Regions from separate parts of the Sus scrofa genome. Here region 1 is linked to region 2. A link is a contact called in public HiChIP or PLAC-seq data. All regions are on one chromosome and are shown on one strand. Each heading gives the region's core, a stretch centred on a gene start, on an enhancer-like site or on the middle of the called end of the contact. The rest is flanking DNA. Distances are from core to core; before and after follow the strand shown.

The links. HiChIP or PLAC-seq counts read pairs in DNA pulled down with a chosen protein or histone mark.
Region 1: an H3K27ac HiChIP or PLAC-seq map of alveolar macrophages shows a contact between it and region 2. The contact joins the promoter of THAP1 here to the promoter of SLC20A2 in region 2. A contact is called at or near these places in 1 of 5 promoter capture datasets (liver) and 1 of 2 datasets of contacts at active chromatin or transcription factors (alveolar macrophages).

Annotation. Positions count from the first base shown.
Region 1 is chr17:11,771,738-11,774,864 of Sscrofa11.1, reverse strand. It overlaps THAP1 (THAP domain-containing protein 1), which reads left to right and starts at 1,544. Exons shown (of 3, transcript XM_003359869.4): 1 at 1,544-2,545. The coding sequence starts at 2,475.
Region 2 is chr17:11,548,140-11,551,292 of Sscrofa11.1, reverse strand. SLC20A2 (sodium-dependent phosphate transporter 2) reads left to right here and starts at 1,670. Exons shown (of 12, transcript XM_021078067.1): 1 at 1,670-3,153. It overlaps SMIM19 (small integral membrane protein 19), which reads right to left and starts at 1,386. Exons shown (of 4, transcript NM_001190223.1): 1 at 1,161-1,386.

The sequences.
Region 1 (3,127 bases), core at 295-2,794, 220 kb before region 2:
AAAAAGCACCACCATCCATCCATCTAAATGCTCAAGCCAGTGGGAAGTTCTCTGGTGGGTTACTGGTTGGGATTTGGCGCTTTCACCCATATGGCCCCAGTTCTGTTCTGGGAACTGAGATCCCACATTAAGCCGCTGAACGTTGTAAAACAATTTTTAAAAAAATGCTCACACCCAAAACTCAAGCTTAAATTACCCCTGATATCTTTATCTTAATTTTTTTTTTCTCCTTTTAGGGCCTCACCCGCAGCATATGTAGGTTCCCAGGCTAGGGAACTAATCGGAGCTGTAGCTGCTAGCCACGGCCACAGCAATTGGGATCCGAGAAACACGTGAGGTAGACCACAGCAACCGGGTCTCAACCCATTGAAACCCGAGTCCTCACGGATACTAGTCGGGTTTGTTAACCACTGAGCCAGGAGGGAGGGGGAACTCCTTCCTCATTCCTTTTTTTTTCGTCTTTTTAGGGCCACTAATGGCCACACTCGAGGCATGCGGAGGTTCCCGGGCTAGGGGGTCTAATCGGGGCTAGAGCTTGCCCGCCCTGCACCACAGGTACAGCACCGCCATTTCCGAGCCGCGTATGCGAACTACACCACAGGTCACCGCAACTCCGGATCCTTAACCTGCTGAGCAGGACAGGGATCCAACCTGCAACCTCATGGTTCCTAGTCGGATTCGTTTCCACTTGCGCCACAGTGGGAACTCTGTGTCTTCCTCATTCTTGTTTCCACTACCAGCAAGCCCTGGTGTTTCTACCTGTTAGCATAGGCATCTACTCCTTGGTCCAAAGTTGCCAATCTCCTGTCTGCTTGCAACAGCCTCTTAATTGGTCTGCTCTTATTAATTGGTCTGCTCACTCACTGTTGCCCCTCCCTGATAAATTCTTGGCATAATAGCCAGAATGACCTTTTATTTTTTTATTTTTTAGTCTTTTGCTGTTGTTGTTGCTATTTCTTGGGCCGCTCCCGCGCATATGGAGGTTCCCAGGCTAGGGGTCGAATCGGAGCTGTAGCCACCGGCCTACGCCAGAGCCACTGCAACTCGGGATCCGAGCCGCGTCTGCAACCTACACCACAGCTCACGGCAACGCCGGATCGTTAACCCACTGAGTGGGGGCAGGGATCGAACCCGCAACCTCATGGTTCCTAGTCGGATTCGTTAACCACTGCGCCACGACGGGAACTCCCCAGAATGGCCTTTTAAAAACGTTTATTAGATCATGTCTCTCCCCGCCTAAAATGGCTCAGCGGCTTCACGCTGCAGTATGCCCCCACCCACTCACTGGGCTCTGCCATTGCAGGCCCCATTCAGTTCCTAGAAGACAGACCTTTTTACTGCCTCCAGGCCTTAGCACGCACTTCTTGTGGCAGAAACCCTCTCCCCCCGACCCGTTGTTTGGTTCTCAGATTTAACATTCCCTTCTCAGAGAGTAGGCAGTGACCCTCTCCTTACTACCCTCATCTCGGCATTCTAATGTATTCAGGCACCTGAGCACACTGTGATTTTATTTACATTTTTATTGTCTGTTTCCCCTTACTAGGACTTAAGCTACGAAGACTGGGCCTATGCTAGTCTTGCTCACCAATTAAAAAAAAAGAAATTATGAGCCATGAGATTACTCAACAGCCCGTTATCGACACAGACGAAAGGAGCCGGCCAAAAGGGCTGCAGCTGTTGGCGAGTCCCAACACGGCACCTGGAGATCATTAAGATAACTGCAGCATTAGTGAGAGAAGCCCCTAGAGACTGGGCTCGCGGTGTGTGCAGGTGCGGGCTTTCCTGGCTAAACTCTTCACCTGGGCTCCGCAAAGCCTCAGAATACCTGAAGCAGGTAAGAGAGGTTAGCGGGCCGGGAAGGGAGTCCACCAAGTTTTACACATCACGCCATCTGGGACCGCCCTTTTAGAGAAACAAGGCAATTATGCAACGACCTCAGCTTTACACCTGTCCTGCTTCAGGCCAGCAGACCCAATAGACGGTAGAGTGCCGCGAATCTGAACCGCCCAGCATAAGTAACCCCAAGCAGCACCGCCGGGGCGGAATCGGTCCTGCGCTCCCACCCCCCTCTCCCAGGTAATTACTCCTTCCTTCCGGAAGCTCGGAGGCCCCGCCCACTTCCGCAACGCTCAGTCCGCCGCGCGGCGGGACTCAGCCAATGGCCTGCTTCCCAAGAAACGTTACCTCTGACCTCAGGGCTAATCAAGAGACAGTAGGACTAACGCCTCGCGAGAGGTGAGGTTGAAGCTGTCTCCGCCATCTTGGAGACGGGAGACGGGCGATGGCTGTGGTCCTTCTGCTAATGCAAACAACAAAACGGACACATTAGTCGCTCCCGAGTGAGCCTCTCGTCATTGTAACTGTTGACCAAAGCTACGGAAGAAGAGAGGGTGTCAAAGTCGAGCGCGACGACATTGATAGCAGCCTCAACTGCCTGCTGGGGCGGCAGAAGTGAAGTAACCAGGACCGGAAGGATGGTGCAGTCCTGTTCCGCCTACGGCTGCAAGAACCGATATGACAAGGACAAGCCCGTTTCTTTCCACAAGTAAGTATCCTGAGCGCCTCCTGGGCCTCGCAGGGGCTGGGGGCGCGCGGCCCTGCTCGGGGGCGGGGCCAGGCGCGTGTCCGCGCGAGACCTAGTGGGAGGGGCGGGGCGCCGTCTGGCGCTGGGACGGGGAGCGGTGGGCGTGCCCCTGGCGTCACCCGCGGCGCTCCGCCCCGGGATGCGCGTTCTCGGTTGCGTCGCCGCGGAGGCTGTTCCTCGCGCTCCAGTTTCTAGCGGAGCTCAGGGTAGCTAGTTCGCGGCCCACCCACGAAGCCTAGAATTCCCGTGAGTCGTGGGGTGTCCAGACCGAGAGGCAGCTGGGTCTCACCACCAGGGTCGTAGAGAAGCCAGGTAGTAATGCCACTTTAGCCGTAAAGTTGAAGAGGAAACAGCCGGGAAGTCACGAACTTTGATCCCCTGCGGTGGGGGGAGTCCAGCATCACAGCATTTAGGCATTGACGTGGGCGGGATTTCAGGGAGGATGTTTTGGACTCTGCTCCTGAGGACTGCTGAGTTTTAGAGAGAGCTCCAGGCTGAGCACACTATGTTAACGGGCAGTAGTGGTACACTGTGCATGATAAA
Region 2 (3,153 bases), core at 421-2,920:
AATTCAGATAAGAATCACTTATAGAGCTCCAAGAGTGTCTTTCAACACAGCCCAACTCCTAAGTGTGATTTTCTTGCAGTCCTCTGAATCCCTAAAGGTTTGAGTTCCTCAAACGGAAATGTATAAGCTCACAGGGCTTCCACTAAGACGAAGGAAATTAACATTTGAGGGCGCCTGTGCTGGCAGCGCCCGCATTCTCTGAATTTTCACAACCCGCCTGCTGGGAGGCACTAAAGTTCCATTTGGCCGAAGACCGGGGATGGTGGTGGTGGTTTTGCAACTTGCCCAAAGCCGTCGAGGCCAGGGTATGGAGGGAAGTGTAGTCACATACCTAACCCCCAAACGTGAACGCTTCAGGCCCCACCCAGACCCGTGACACCCCCAGGTCCTGGAAAGAAGTGTGGTGAAGCAGGCACCTCGAAATCCATCCCCCACCCCCGTGTAAGCGGCCAGGGCAGGAGCGGCCTGGGCGCCGGCGCCCGCAGGCTGCACGGTGCGATCCTAAAGCGCGTCCGCTAAACCCAGCGGTCCCCAGCCAGCCCCGGCCTCGCGCTGGGGAGACCGCGACTTCCACCTCTCCATCCGCGTTTCCGGAACTCGGAGCCTCCCTACTCCCTCCCGCCTGAGAGGCTCAAGCGGGGCGCAGCGGCTGAGAGGCCCGGACGCCGGCGGGCAGTGGGCCGGGCACCGGGCTGGGGGCGCCTGCCCCTCCCCGTCTCCCCCTCCCCCACAAGCCGGGGCGGGGCGCACGGCGGGGGCGGGGCCGGACGGGGGCGGGGCCGGGCGGCCGCAGGCGCGGGGCGCGGGTCCACTCACGCTGCTCGCTCCGCAGGCGGCGCGAGGCTGGGCTGCTCTGCTCGGGGCTCCTTCCCCCGCAGTTGCGGCCGGACGCGCGGAGCCGGTTACCGAACGGACCCGGACGACCTCTGCTTCGTCATTTCCTGCCGGCCCGTTGGCTTCCGGATGGAACAAGGAGCCAGGTCTTTCCCCCCCGCCCCCCTCTCAGGGTTTGAACCGGAGAAGCGCAGCGACGGCCCCGGTGCCGCCTCCGGGCGCGTGAGTGGAGCCCGGTTCCCTTCCCTCCCCCGTGGCGCGGCGCCGGCCCCGCCCCCGGCCCCTCCCCGCCTCCCGGACCCGTAGCTACCCCGGCCTGCTGCTACCTCGGGGCTCCAGGGCGGTGGGTCTGGCCGCCGGCTGGAGGTCCACGTGGGTCCGGCCGCGGCGCGTCCGAGCGGGCCGGGAGAGGGGCCGGGTCCTCCGGGAGCGCAAGCAGCTTCCCGTCCCGCCTCGGCGCTCCTGGGCGCCGCTACCCGCGCGGGAGAACGAGTGTGCCTTGGCCCACGGTCGAGATTTAGCTGGAAACGCAAAGATTTTCTCTTTTCGTAATGAGGGCAGAGGGTTACTTTTAGTATTTACTTAGGAAAGCACGTGCTCTCCACACTTTTGCTGCACTTTTCTTGTCATAATAAATGATGCGTGCTGAGAGTATTGAAGTGTTTTAAAAACTGGATGTGCCCAGGATGCTGTAGTATTATTGTTAAAGTGACTTTGGGGTATTTAAGATTTGTGTGTGTGTAAAGAGTTGAAAAATTCTAGCTCGAGACAGGTAAAGAATTTATGTAGGATTTCAGCATCAGCATTGAAGTAATCCGATTTCAGCGGTTGGCGTAGCCTTGCAAATAAATGGCCACTTGTTCACGTGCTCGAGGTCTTAACTATTCATTTTGAGCGTGTTCTCTAGGATCAGCTGACTGCTGATTATAATTCATACTAGACCTTGTAGAGGTTGTATCCTTAATTGACAAGCAGAGATTAGAGCTAAGATTTAACACTCTACCCTTAGCAAGTTTTCTCTGCTTCTTTGTGGATCATTCTGTTAAAATTAAACTCAACTCTTCTGTAGAGGAAGAGCATTCCTTGGTATATAACAAAAGCTTTATTTTTAGTAGTAACATATTAGCTTATATATAGTATGTATATATAATCATATATGTAGTTTTGTAACTATTTAGTACAACTCCAAAGTTGGAAAATTAGAATCAATAATAATTGGGTAATGTTGAGTACCTACCGAGTGTTTGCCAGGCCTGTGCCATACTTTCTTTCATTTAATCTTCCAGATAACTTTTTGCATAAACATAGGTTGTTCAGAAATATTTGAGTACACGAGTTGATTTGAATGTGTCCAAGTGTGGAATATGTACATTAATTACTTCTGTTTCTGTTTTTTTTCAGTTTTTTTTTTTTTTTTTGTAAAATAAGGGTGTTGGCAGTATATAATGACTCAGAGAGTAAATGAATGTGTTTTTCAAGTTGGAAGAGGGCTTTACAATTACATGGAAGGGCAGTCAGTCCCTTCATTAGGGTATTCAGTAGTTTCCAAAGCCCTGTGTCATGTCTCTTTATCCAAGTTGCCATTACGTATCATTGTCACGCAATGAACAGGCCAGGCTTAGGACACTGGATAAAGGTAAATGTTGGGAAAGCCTTAATGTCCCCTTCTGAAAGGCCCCCTCTTTCCATATTTAGTTTCTAAGTGACATTCTTAATAAGAGTTAACAAATGACAGTCAAGCAGGAAGAGTAATTTTCTAGTACCAAACCAAGGAAATAAAAAACAGTGAATTGGCTATTACTTCTTAACATACCTGTGAATGTTAAGAATCTTGGGTAATCCATGCTGTAGGAGTTCTACCTGATTTTTCAGTTTGCCTTGAAATGTCTTCAACATATTCCAGTCCAGTATTTTGTGCATTAACAAGTTAAGTTTTTGGAGTTCCCCCCCATGACGGAGTGGGTTAAAAATCTGATTGCAGTGGCTCAGGTCACGGTAGAGCCCTGGGTTTGATCCTCGGCAGTGAGTTAGGCTGTTGGTGCAGCTGTGGCGGAGGTGGCAGCTGGGGCTTGGATGTGGTCCCTGGCCCAGGAATTTCCACATGGCATGGGGGTGGCCAAAAGAAAAGAAAGGAAAAGAAAAAGTTAATTTTTTGACTGGATTTAATTGAGTAGTTTTGACTTCCTTAATCCAGAAGTTTTATTTTGACTGTGTTTCCAGAGATACAGTTTAATGATGTATGGAGGAATAACAGTGATGAGAATGATGGTGGGATCCAGCAGTTGCATCTTGTGAGAGCAGAAATAGCTGAGAGAACGT